Linked DNA regions of Zea mays: regions 2, 3 and 4 are each linked to region 1. Evidence: chromatin contacts called from public Hi-C data. All regions are on one chromosome and are shown on one strand. The core of a region is the stretch at or near the end of the contact, and the rest is flanking DNA. Distances in the headings are between cores, read along the strand shown.

Region 1 (3,105 bases), core at 568-3,067:
CAGATTCACATGTCAAGTCGAAGATACACTAGCCACCCATGAAAAGCCACGTAACGTAAAGATCCAGGAATCAGGATCGATGCTTCGTGCGGCGCGCGCTGACGATTCACGTTTTGCTAGAATTAAGATCGCGTTAAAAAGAATCCAAAATAAAGTGATGTAACGTGCTTGTGGAAATGTCCGAATGTCCACTGATCCATTACTCGGCATGGCTCCATCTCCGGCAGGCACACCCAAGCACTGCGAAGGAGGAGCGCAAGTCGCTGGCGCGGCTGATCGACGCGCGCAAGCTCACGGTGGAGGCCGCGGCGCACGCCGTGCAGAACGAGCGCATGTCGGTGCGCGCCGTGGTGCAGGTGCTCTTCTCGGAGCACGGCAAGCTCAACCGCCTCGCGGAGCTGAGCGCCTCCTTCAGCGGCCAGCGCAGCCCCAGCCCTAGCCCCAACCCTGCGCTGGAGCTCCCCGGTCGCTGCCCCTCCAAGCGCGAGGTCCTCGCGCAGCACCAGGAGGTGCGCCGCCTCCGCGACGACGTCGCCAGGCTCCAGGTCCGTCAGTCGGCTTGTCTTGAGTTCTCGAGCCCGCACATGTACACCAACTTCGGTGGTGCTCCGACTGACGCTGAAACATACGTGTGCTCTATGGTGCAGGTGCAGTGCAACGCGCTGCAGGCCTAGGTGGACAGGCTGGGCTCCGAGAGGCGTCGACGCAGCGGGGGCGGCGGTGGCGGGTTCTTCAAGTGGAGCGCGTTCTGGTTCGGCGGCGGCATGGGCGCCGACGTAGGTCGACGACTTGGAGAGCGGCATGGAGCACCGGACGCCGCCCAAGGGGAAGAAGAGCGCCACGGCGACGCCCAATGCCAAGTGGCGCAAGTCCACGTCCTGAGATGACAGGGGTGTTGTGTTGAAGGGATGGCGATCGACGACTGTTAATCATGTTTTCTGCTTTTTGGCTGGGGTTTGTGATTCCTCTGAGTTTGAACGTCATATGTTGTGTTGCTGTCATCTCGAGTTTGTGTTCGTGGTGAAACTATCAGACTGGAAATTGTACCACGCGGCTAGAAGCACCTACCGTTGACAGGCAGAAGCCATGCACGAACAGATTCCAACATGGAAAATGCAAAAGTCGATGTTTAGAGATGCACATAATGTGAGACTTCTAAACTAATTTTATACTCCCTCCAGCCTTCAGATACTCGATATTTTGAACATGATCTTATATGGAAAACGTAATACATTGATCTGTTCACTATTCACTAATTTATACATGTGTTAAGCATTAAAGTGGTCGCAGTTCACACAATATTATGCTATTGTTAATTTTATTTTGGTTTCCATTTATTTCTTAAAAAGATTTTTCTTACTACTATAACATGTAAAACTACTGTATCTATCCTGCACCATGGGAGGTGATTTTTGTTATTTACGTTATTATCTACTCATTGTGTTCCTAATTATTGGTCACTTTGGCTTTTCTATAGTATAATATTCCAAACTTGTGTGTATTTCGGGTATTTGGGGGATTATCGGTGAAGCATCATGGCTCCCGACGAAGCAGGGGCTGCGACCAGGGCGGTGGATGTTGCTGGGGGCTGCCTGATGCTGGCGGCGGCTGCTGTCTGGGGGCAGCGGCAGAGCTCATGATCGTCGAGACCGTTGATACCAGATTGGTAGGAACCACGTTTCCTATACTGACGATATGTTTCCGTTGCAACGCACGGGCATCCAGCTAGTATGATTGATGTACCGTCGCAACGCACGGGCATGACACTAGTTTATTTATACAAACAATACTGCAATCCCTGCCCGTCCTCCACCTGTCCGAGACACTTACAATAATCCTTGCCCAATCCCGTCTTTAGCCGCTAGGGTTACGCGTCCACGGCGACGACCTCTGCGCAGAGCGTGCTGCGATTGGCCGGCCTTCCTGGGATCCTCCCCGCGCCCGACACCCGGAAACGCGCGCGCGCGCGAGGGAGAGACAGAGTGAGGAAACGAGGGAAGGAGACGACGCGCTCGCCTATTGGCCGCCGGCTCCGCTCCTTCGCGCCCAGTGGTCAGTATCAGCAGCGGCGTCTCAGCCTCTCCTCCCGTTCGCCCTCGCTTGCTTCCTTTTATTCCCTTGCTTCCTGATTGGCGGTTTGGTGGTGTTGGCCCCTGCCTCGCCTTTGATGCGGCGGCCGCCCCGTGACCTTGTTTCCATTTTTGGGCGGCGGCCAGGCCAGGGTTCGGTTCGGATAAGGCGGCCTCCCAATTTCGACGGAGGGAGCCGTTGCGGGGAGCTTGTAGTGGTAGTGGGTTCGGGACTCTGGAATCGAGTTCTTCCGCTTGTTGGATCGGCGGGAGATGGGATCCTGTTCATCGGAGCAGCGTACTGATGGCCCTGTCTTGTGGGGTGGGAGCAGGATTGATTTCTGCGTTACGGGCTGCAGCTTGGTTTTGTTGGTCGAGTGGAGGGAGAATTCCCGTGATCTTCAGTCCCGGGCTCCAGGCTGTGTCACATGATGTTTGGTTTTCCCTTTTGATCTGCGTTTTGTTACTGACTGCGGTTTTGAATGGTAGCTAGAGCTGAAACTCGAGTCTCGCAGCAAAAACCTTGCCATTGTTGAATTGGCCCTGATGTTTCATGTCCAGTGTTTGTGTTCTTCCGCTCCATGATTCGCGACTAGCGAGCATGTGTTCTGCCATGGATTCAGAGCGTCGTGGAGTTTTTTCGTGTCGCCGATCAAGTCAAGATCGCTACCCTGTTTTGCACCGATCATATCCTGCTTTCATTGTCGATCCTCGTTTGTGACGTACTGCCACTGTTCATCTCGGTTTGACTTTTCCATCGCTCGTCTTCCTGATGCCACTGAAACAGCGACGGCCACGGCCTGAGCGGCGCTGCCAGCAAGGCGGCTAGTATGAGCAGCATGGAGTCGCGGCCGGGCCGAACGAACCTGGTGGAGCCCATAGGGCACGGCGCCGCGCTGCCGTCCGGCGGCCAGGCAGTGCAGCCGTGGTGGACGAGCTCCGGGGCTGTGCTCGGTGCAGTCTCGCCAGCCGTCGTGGCGGTGGCGCCCGGGAGCGGGACGGGGATTAGCCTGTCGAGCAGCCCGGCAGGTGGTAG
Region 2 (3,370 bases), core at 838-3,337, 190 kb after region 1:
GCTCTGGCGTGCCGCGTGTGCAGGTCTCTGTGCGATCGCCCGCTTCCCAGGCACTCGCCGTCTCGCCCTTTCTAGATTTTTTTGTGTTCAAGCCTACGGCCTTACACTTATCTACAATGTCTTGGGATTAGGGATATAATATGGTTCGGAAAATATCCGTCCGGATCTGGATTTGAAGATGGTGAACACTAGTTCGGATAGAATTTTCGGATATCCGGACTTTTTTCGGATAAAGGATACGAATACGGATATTTTGTTCGGATATCGAATTCGAATACAATATGTCTGATATCCGTCGGATATCGAATATCCGAATATTTTCTTGGATAAATCTTTTCGAATATCCGGATATCTTATCCGGATAGCTGTGTGCATTTTGTTGATTTTTTGTAGAAAAAAAAATAATAATACACAAATAGCCTCAAAAATTCATGAAAATTTATGGAGGCATACCATATATTCATATATAATCCTCCAAAATATTTGGACCATAAAATCCACAATATGATAGTGTTTCTTTCGTATCACTTTCACTTGTTGTGTGAATTACACGTGAAATCATTCTAAGTATCCAAGTTCACTTTATCATTTTCATGTGGAGACTTGAGGTATATTATTATAGAATGTTTATTAGTTTTGGTAACTTATTTGTATTTTGATGATTTTATGCAAAATAAATTAATAACACGCACATAGGCTAAAAATTCATGAATTTTACAAAAAAAGGTGACATATGTACACATATAATACAAAAAAATGTATAGACTCAAGGAGTGGATACATGATTACAACCATGATATGTGTGAAATGATGTCTTACACGATATCCGACAAAAAATTCGTTACCGACAATATCCGTGTCCGACTAGTTCCGTATTCGACACATAACTATCCGTATTTGTATCCGAGAACATCCGTATTTGTATTTGTATCCGAAGCTATTCGTATTCGAATTCGAATCCGAATAAAAATATGAAAACAAATATGGTTTCAGTGATATCCGTTCGTATTCGATCCGATTACATACCTACTTAAGATGGCCTGTTGAATAGACAACATAATCATAAAATCGACAATCCAATATTCGACCGCTTAGATTTTTCAATAGACACGTCTCGTAAAATATCTCTGAATGATAAACGGTTGGGTGTAGGCTAAGGTCCCAGCTAAAAAGTTAGACAAATCTTCTTTTCATGTCTATACTATATTTTATAAACTATCGTTATACCTTTTCATCTATTTTATATTTTATTCATCCTAAAATATAATTTGTTTCATACTAAATATACATTAATTAATTACCTATGAATGGAGCCTGCATGTATGCATATATTCATTGCCATTCATTCAAATGTGGACATAAAAATGTTAGAAAAAACTATATTTTGAGATAGATGGGTATTATAGTTTAAGAATATTTTAACTTGATTTTGAATTTAAGATTTATTATTGTTAAAAAAACTTAATATTTGAATATAAGGTTTATTGTGTAATTTCGTGTATGCATATCAATTGTAATTTAATATATGCATATTAAATAATGTTCAAATTTTGAAAGAATCATTGAATTATTAAATGGTTTGATTGAAATAATTAGATCAAATATACATATAAATTTAGCTGGTATAACTATAGTTAAATCTTTAGATACGCCACTGCCCGCCGACCCACCGCCATCCCCTCAGGGCATGTACAGTGGGTGTCTTAAGTTGTGTCTTAGAGTGTGTCTAGGGGGGTGAATGTAAAAAATCTCAAGACACGTATCTTGACGAAGACACAGTGTATTAGCTCTATATTCGAGACAGGAGACTATCTGATTGGTCACTTTAATTTATTGAATGTTCTGATTGGTACAATGAATATGGTAAGACACATGTTTTAGACATGACCACTGTATTATGTTGTGTTTTAGTTGTGTCTTATACTTGGAGTACGGTGCAGTTGTATCTAGGTTGTATATGCCCTCGTGGCCTCATCCGTTTTCCCACTCGCTTGCTGGGAATAGAAACCGTCACCCCAGTCCCCATACCACACCACCACCGCGGCACACACAAACCAACCACAGGCAATAAACACTAAACAGCTCCCACTCCCAGTAAATTTCTCGTCTCCCAATCTCCGATTCGAGGAAGCCGGAGGAGGGGATTTCGAGCCGCGGAATCGGGACATTAGAGTGGCCCTCACCCGGCGCTGGAATTGCCGAGAGGGACTGGGTTGGAGTGGAGTTCGGGAGGTGTGAGAGAAGGCGGCGATGGGGCGGCTGTTCCTGATGCACCTGGACGGCAACGTCTACAGCTGCAAGCACTGCAGGACCCAGCTCGGCGTTGCCAGCGACATCATCTCCAAGGTTCCTCTCGACCCTTCCGCGTCTCCTCGCTGCCAAAAAAAAAGAAAGAAGGAAAGAAGATTCCCAGCTGATTTTCGCCGTCCCCGCGGCGGATGTGTGTGGTGAGGCTGACAACAGCGCTTGCTTTTCTTGTTGTTTCGATTTCTTCCAGGCCTTCCACTGCAGGCACGGGAAGGCGTACCTCTTCCATAAGGTGTAAGTGGCCTCTTGCCTTTCTCTTTACTTTGCTCGTCGATTTCAGCGAAGGTTAGTTTGCGTGCGCGGTGCGCTCATAGATGAGTGTAATTTGGGGAAATGCAGCGCCCTCAGCAGAATGTGTCTGGCTTCGGCCATTGTGAATCTGTCAGCCGGTTAGTTATGCTCATAGTAGCGCTAATCTGATGTTTAATAAGCCAAGATAGATAGATACTACACCAATTAGCGGTGGCGTGCGGCAGTTTTCCGTCAGTGGGAGTCTTGTCTATTCCTTTCTAACCAGGAGAAACTCGGCCACTCGGGAAAGAGACCCTAAAGCCACTATTTGGATAAGGAATACAAAAGGACCTCATTTTAAATTATAAACTCTACTAAATTATCAGTATATAGTTTGCATTGCGTGGGTATACAACTATATGTTATACCGCCCACCCAATAGACAAATATCAAAGTCTTAATCATCTATATGGAATAAATGGATAAGAATCCACGAGACATGGAGCCTATTTGGTTCAGCTTTTTTCTGACCAGCTTTTCCGAGAATCTAGCTGTGGGGAGAATCTGGCTGTGTAGAGAATCTGAGTATCATTAGAATTACGTGCGGAGAAAGATAAAGTTGTTAATGGGGCTCAGGATCTATAAAGTGACGGATTGCTACTATTGCGACGACTCAACCGATTATATGTTTATGTTGATTTTGAATGGTTTTTACCCAAACGAATTTTATAGAAGCTGGCTGAAAAGCTAAGTGTTTGGCAGTCCGCAGCAGCTTTTGATGTCCACAAGCTGCGAAAAGCTGAAACAAACAGGGGCATGATGCAGTGGTTTC
Region 3 (3,230 bases), core at 89-2,588, 230 kb before region 1:
TAAAAAATAAATTTAAAATTTGAAGTTAAAGTGGATCCTCCCCACAAAAAATAAACTTAAAATTAAAGTGGTCATATAACCCACATACCAGATATTAAACTGTAGATACTATATTTTCTCTTAGCCAAAAAGTCGAGAAAAGTATGAGTTTAAAAGGAGATCTGCCCCTTTTTTATAGCTTGTTTGGTCATTCGTTCTCCTTGGTACTATCCCTGGGCACTGCACAGCATGTGGCTTCATGTCATGTTAGACTTGGGTCTCACTTCTCATTTGGGAGTTAATGGCCTGTTTGTTAGGTAGGACATGGGGGAAAACAAATCTACTCTACGTGCTTCAAGCATGAAGCACGACGCACAAAACTCCTGATTTAAAGGAGTGGAGATATTTACCCTGTGATGGCCTTATAAACTACAGACATTAAAAAACAATCTTTAGCAAGCCTACAAGATTCTAGATTCAATTCAATAAATCACACCAGTTCATTAGGAGCTGCCATGTGATGTTTTGTTTGAAATTAGAAGATGTTTTATGATTACAGAACTCAGTAAATGACTAGGGATAAACCAGTTCATCCACAAACCACTAAACCAAAAGGCTAAAGAGATTAGAAACTCGGACACACGTCTTTTGCCCCAAGTTTCGTGCCCCTTGCTTAATGAAATCAGCCCCAATCACAGATTAAACTTGGTATGTAATCACTCTCGACTAAAAAAATTGAACGCCATTTAATAATATCCATCCAATGGAACCTTGGAACGCCCAAATCGCACAAAGAGAGAAACAAGATTAATTCGGATTAGTACCTTGCGAAGGGCTGTGGCGAGTTCGCCGCGTGTGAAGTTGGCGGCGGCGGCGGTTGAGAGCGGGATGGTGTTCCGGAACTGGTACAGGTGGAGGTTCTTCTGTATGAACTCCGTAAATTGCACCCTGCGCCAACAGAAACGGCCCCAATCAGAACCCCCAGAAACCCAGGCAGATCGAGATCAGATCGCACGACACACAAAAACCCAAAAAAAGCGAACGTGGAATCGATAGGCCGGCCTTTGAACGAACGGATCGGCGAGGGCAGAGAACCTACCGATCACCAGGCTCCCCTGAAGCGCCCATCAGCTTTTGCGAGTCGAGCACCATCACCTTGTCCTCGTCGGTCTTGTGGACGAGAATACTCTGCACGGCGGAGGTGTCGGCCGCCACCAGCGCGAAGTCGCGGCCAACCACGCCCAATACGCACTCCATTCCCGGGACTGGACTGGGTTCCTCGCTTGTGCTCTGATGTTGCGCGACGAGAGAGAAACGGGCGTAGGGGAACGAACCGGAAAGAGTTCACCGAGTTCGTCTTGGGGTAGAAGAAAGGGGCGTTCACACAATTTTCGGCGGGCCTGGTGTCCTTCGCAGCAGTGTGACGTGCTGGTTGGGCCTTCTTTTGCTCCAATTGCTACTACTACTAGCAAGGTGCCCTCGGTTTTCATTTATAAATATAAAGTACAAAAGATGCATGTATTGTTGGCTAGACAAGTTTGAATATTCAATTCCCTTATATGGTCACTCAAAACATTATTATTCACTCATATGGTTACTCAAAATATTGTTTTATATTATAATCTCTATTATTCGCAGAGTGAAGTTTAAATATGAGTATGTGGATCAATAAGCTGTTGAAGATAGCGTTAGAGCCAATAGCCATGATTTCATTTCTTATTTATATATAGTTTTAGTTATTTATCATTTAAATATAGAGAAGCATGACGATTATAGAACCATGAAAATTGATGCTTTATGTACAAGAGAAGGGTTGTGCGTAACCAGGCTTTTTTTCTGGTGAAATTGGAGTAAACCTGATTTTCTCAATGGTGCAGCCAAAGAGGGTTAGGGGTGTTTGAGACTGTTTCAGCTCCAAAAAAAATATATTGAATTTGGTGACACAGGTTAGTAGATGCTTAACAAATTATGGGGCTAGAGTTATAAACCTTCAAAATATATTTAGATAAGTTATTTTATTTATTATTTAAAATAAGAAATTAAAACTATTTAATAAATTTATATTATGAACTGCAGCTCCAAGAGCTGAAATCCAGGGCAATCCTAAACACCCCTATCATGACCCATTTCTCTCTCCTCTTAAAAAAGTTACCATGTCAAAGAAACTTATACATCTCTGTAACAGTCTGTTAAAGAAAAATAAAGTCACATTAGCCTTGGCATCGGGGCTGGCCGCTTCAGCTTCAGTTTTCCAATCACGTAAAAACGATCGAGACATGGGATCCGACCGAGATACCGGGATGGAATGTAGTCAATGGAAAATTCTAGCGATTTCAGCGGGAACCGGAAGTAATTATAGCCACGTATCATAGTTTCATGAGAGCACGCAAATCCTACATAGCTTTTGTCTTTACCATCGTATAACAAATATGTACTTATACATACAGTCTTCGAAATTTACCGTGGGATACATGGATGGTGTGTATGTATGGACGCCTTTGTAAGTTACAATCACCTAATCTAAACACACGGCACCGGGGAATCGCCTCCCTAGCCACTGCTGACGGAGCAAAAAATGATGCGCAACGCCAACATCCATGCGCAACAGTCGGCAGAATCCAAAACCATGCTGCATTATCCGCTCACTGCTGCTTCATCATTCATGTGAAGTATAATACCCATGGGCCATGTCCCAACATGCAGTGCAAGGTTAACTGCTAGCTATCAAAATTATTTTGACATACATGCTGCTACGTGTCTATTCAATAACTAGGTTGTCAAGAAGAGGACGTTCCAGATGTATATTACCCCCGAGCATTTTGCCGTTCAGCAAGCCCCTGCAGATAAAAAAAAAAATCTCAGTCCAAAATGTGGTTCTCTTAAATGGTCGCTGATTAAGACAGTACTGTACAGATGCAACCAGAATGTTTCATTGATTCACATCCTGCCTCCCAAGATTTCCTATCTAGCATGTCATGAGCATCTAACCAAAAATCTATGCAGATAGAATTTACTATAACCAATGCAATGTTAGGAGAGCTCCTAACAATGTTCACCAGGCAGGCACAATAGCAGCCCAGTAATTGAAACCTTGGTTTTGCAACAAATGCAATTAGAATATAAGTTACTTGTGACAATGTACAAGCTTGCATATGCAGATAATATCTGGTGGGGCAGGAGCATCAAAACCTTACACTCGTCGATTGGAGCTCCGGCATCACATTGTTGTTATCCTCCTAAAATACAATAAC
Region 4 (2,947 bases), core at 403-2,902, 200 kb before region 1:
TTATAGATAGAATCCAATCAATCATAATCTGTTTTGATTGATTTGATTGATTGCTGGCGCCAGCCCCTTTGTAATCTGATGATGGTATTCCATCTCCTATAAATACATACAGGCGGTCTACTACGGTAGGTAAAAAACGCTTCCCAACCTGGTGTTCTTTCAGGCAGGACTGTGTTGCGCAGGCTAGCGCGCGAGGCCAAGCGAGTGCTCAAGACGAGCTGCATGCCTGCGCAGGCTATCTGTGTGATTTATTGTTGATGAAAGCAACTCAAAAAATTGATGAATTGATCACTGAGACGAAGATCTATCATTTCCTTAATTAGATAACCGCTTGTTTAAGTCAATTTTACTTTAAATTGTAATTATTGCATTCAAATGAAGTTCACATTACCATTATCTACGCATTTGCATGATTTATTTTTTTAGCCAATATAAATGATTTTTAGTGTTATATCCAGCCCCATCGCCTTATCCCATTCCGCCTAGAACATGAGGACATCTGATCCTTCTATACAGCTAATTTTACCATGGCTTTTCCGTGTTATGCACTTTCAGTTCAAAAATACCATAGTAGGTTTTTTTGTTGCGTTGCATATTTTGTATCTGACTGACATATGTCACATGTAGCATTAGTTGTAACAAAAAGAACCAAAATCCGAAACTCAGGCCTTGTACGTTTACCCTCTAGATTATATAATCCAACTTAAATAAGTTGAGAGGTAAACAAACAACACAGATTATCAGATGGATTATGTAATCTAGATACCTAGAATCTAGATTATGATAATCCATAAGCGATCAATAGATGCTTATATAATCCATAAGCTGGGTTATATAATCCTGAAAGAAAACAAACAGGGCCTCAGTTGAACGAGACACATCTGAACTACATTTCATGTAATTAGGCTCGCAGTTTAAGTGATTTATTATATCAGCGAGATAAACAGTTCCCAGTGATACATAAGTGTAATCAAGCAAGTAAACAACAGCTCTGGGGAAAACAGATTTAAGGAAATGTGTCGGTCAAATAAAGCTCCAGCTACTTGGATTAAGATTGCTGCACTAAGCTCATAGAACCAGAGTCCAGACAAATGGCTAACTATAACATGACAAGGATCAAACAGAGTGCTCACCAACGCCGATCAGCAGAGCGAACAGCCACTTGAGCATGACGTAGTAGGGCACCCAGAACTTGCTCCGCTGCGCCTGCGCCGACCCAGCAACACAAAAAACTAAGCTGACCGCACACCAAAACCACACGCTCTCGAGTCGAGGACAATAGCAGCGGATGGGCTGGGGCGGCGGATACCTGCTCCTCCCGGTACGCGTAGTTCTCGATGACCTCGTAGTCGAGGCTCTCTATGGCAGCGCCCGATAAGAGTTCGTCGTCCGCGGCCTCGGAAGTGGAGGGGCCCGCCCCCTCCCCGTCGGCGGTGGGGAGGCGCGTCCACGCGAGCCGCGCCATCCCGATGCCGTCGGGAACGTCGTGGTCGACGCCGGAGAGCATCGGATCGGGATGCGGCGGCGCCGGATCCCGACCTTGACGCACGCTCGATCGGGGTAGGGAAAGGGTTGCTGCGAGACTGGCCGGGAAAGCTTGAGAACCAAGAGTTCGTCAAGTTGGTCCCGTGAATTTGTGGCGTGGTTAGGTTCTGTTTTTTAATTTTACCATTCCAATTTATAATTTTATAATTCGTTTAAATTTTTTAACCTAAATTTGATCGGCTTGTATTGTTCAAAAATAAACTTATATTTATTATTAATTTTTACTATATACTGTTTATCATATAATATATTTAAAATATGGCTTTGAATTTTTCATATTTTTCATAAAAAAATAAATAAGACGAGTCCATCATACTTGACACAAAAAATCAAACGAATTATAATTTAGGACAGATAGAGTACAAAAAAATGGTGTGGTTAACGGTCCATAGAGTATTTTTAAAATTTCTAAACAATTATAATTATAAAAAAAATATGATATTTTATAGTCACGTAATTTTAATTGTATTTCTGATAACCAAGTTTTAGAAACCTTTAGATACCAAGATATTTTTAAAGTATTTAAACTTCACTTTAACTCAAAATTTTCACAATATAACTAGCTTTTGTCTAAATATCATGGTTTATAACGTTGTATTTAAATAGCAAATGACTAGTTTTTGTCTAGATATCACGGTTTATGTTGTATCTAACTAAAATTATGGTATTATCATTATAATTACAAAATATGATATTATATGGTCTGTTGAATAGCTCCTGAATCTATAAGACTATCTTCAGCAGATTCTCTATTCCACTCTCTATTTCACTTCATATTTTAAACTCTATTTTGCAAAAAATGTAATCTACACGGCCCTTTATATGGTCTGTTGAAGATGACCTAACCAATAAGTTGTGTATATAGTCATGTAAAATATTTGCATTGTAGAAGGTATTATTTATAAAATCTATACTACTATATTAATAGTCTAATGTGGGCACTGGTGGTACCAGTCTTCACCTCCCCACGCCCAGCACCCGCAAAAAATAGTAGCACTTGAACTCACACCCCTCTGCTCTAAAAATTTAGGGCTAACTACTGGATCACACGTACTTTAGTGTTTAGATATAAACAAAAATTATATTTGTAGTCTAGACGTCGCTCCTCACACTCCCGTGCCTCGTGGCAACGTACGGGTATATAGTTTGAAATATGTAGGACATAAGAGATGAGCCATTGGCGCTCGATCGTCGAGGCTAGTGGTAGGCTGATAGCCTGGCTAGGGAGCATGGCTGGCGTGGCTAGGGCTGGGCAAAAAACCCGTAACCCGAACTTAAACCTGAAATACCCAAAACCCAAATTTTATTCGGTGATTTCAGGTAGCAACTTGCAAAACCCGAATCTATTTCGGGTAATTCGGGGTATCACAACCGGGTACCCGAATTATCCGAACTCTCATGT

What was found. A called contact is a pair of places that touch in the nucleus more often than the background predicts.
Region 2: a Hi-C map of leaf shows a contact between it and region 1, with 4 times the contacts expected there. The contact joins the promoter of LOC100282535 here to the promoter of LOC100282719 in region 1. A contact is called at or near these places in 3 of 25 Hi-C or Micro-C datasets (ear, leaf and tassel).
Region 3: a Hi-C map of tassel shows a contact between it and region 1, with 2.4 times the contacts expected there. The contact joins the promoter of LOC100282158 here to the promoter of LOC100282719 in region 1. A contact is called at or near these places in 2 of 25 Hi-C or Micro-C datasets (leaf and tassel).
Region 4: a contact with region 1 is called in a Hi-C map of ear, with 1.8 times the contacts expected there. The contact joins the promoter of LOC103643844 here to the promoter of LOC100282719 in region 1. A contact is called at or near these places in 8 of 25 Hi-C or Micro-C datasets (ear, endosperm, leaf and 2 more).

What each region holds. Positions count from the first base shown.
Region 1 is chr1:270,083,292-270,086,396 of Zm-B73-REFERENCE-NAM-5.0, forward strand. LOC100282719 reads left to right here and starts at 1,818. Exons shown (of 7, transcript NM_001155626.1): 1 at 1,818-2,052; 2 at 2,857-3,105. The coding sequence starts at 2,900.
Region 2 is chr1:270,269,643-270,273,012 of Zm-B73-REFERENCE-NAM-5.0, forward strand. It overlaps LOC100282535 (protein yippee-like), which reads left to right and starts at 2,088. Exons shown (of 5, transcript NM_001365059.1): 1 at 2,088-2,346; 2 at 2,498-2,541. The coding sequence starts at 2,251.
Region 3 is chr1:269,853,287-269,856,516 of Zm-B73-REFERENCE-NAM-5.0, forward strand. LOC100282158 reads right to left here and starts at 1,339. Exons shown (of 3, transcript NM_001155070.2): 1 at 1,079-1,339; 2 at 804-927. The coding sequence starts at 1,236. LOC103643844 (chloride channel protein CLC-d) reads right to left here. Exons shown (of 23, transcript XM_008667011.3): 22 at 3,174-3,215; 23 at 2,330-2,816. The coding sequence ends at 2,784. It also overlaps the pseudogene LOC111590659.
Region 4 is chr1:269,881,058-269,884,004 of Zm-B73-REFERENCE-NAM-5.0, forward strand. It overlaps LOC103643844 (chloride channel protein CLC-d), which reads right to left and starts at 1,653. Exons shown (of 23, transcript XM_008667011.3): 1 at 1,310-1,653; 2 at 1,134-1,206. The coding sequence starts at 1,507.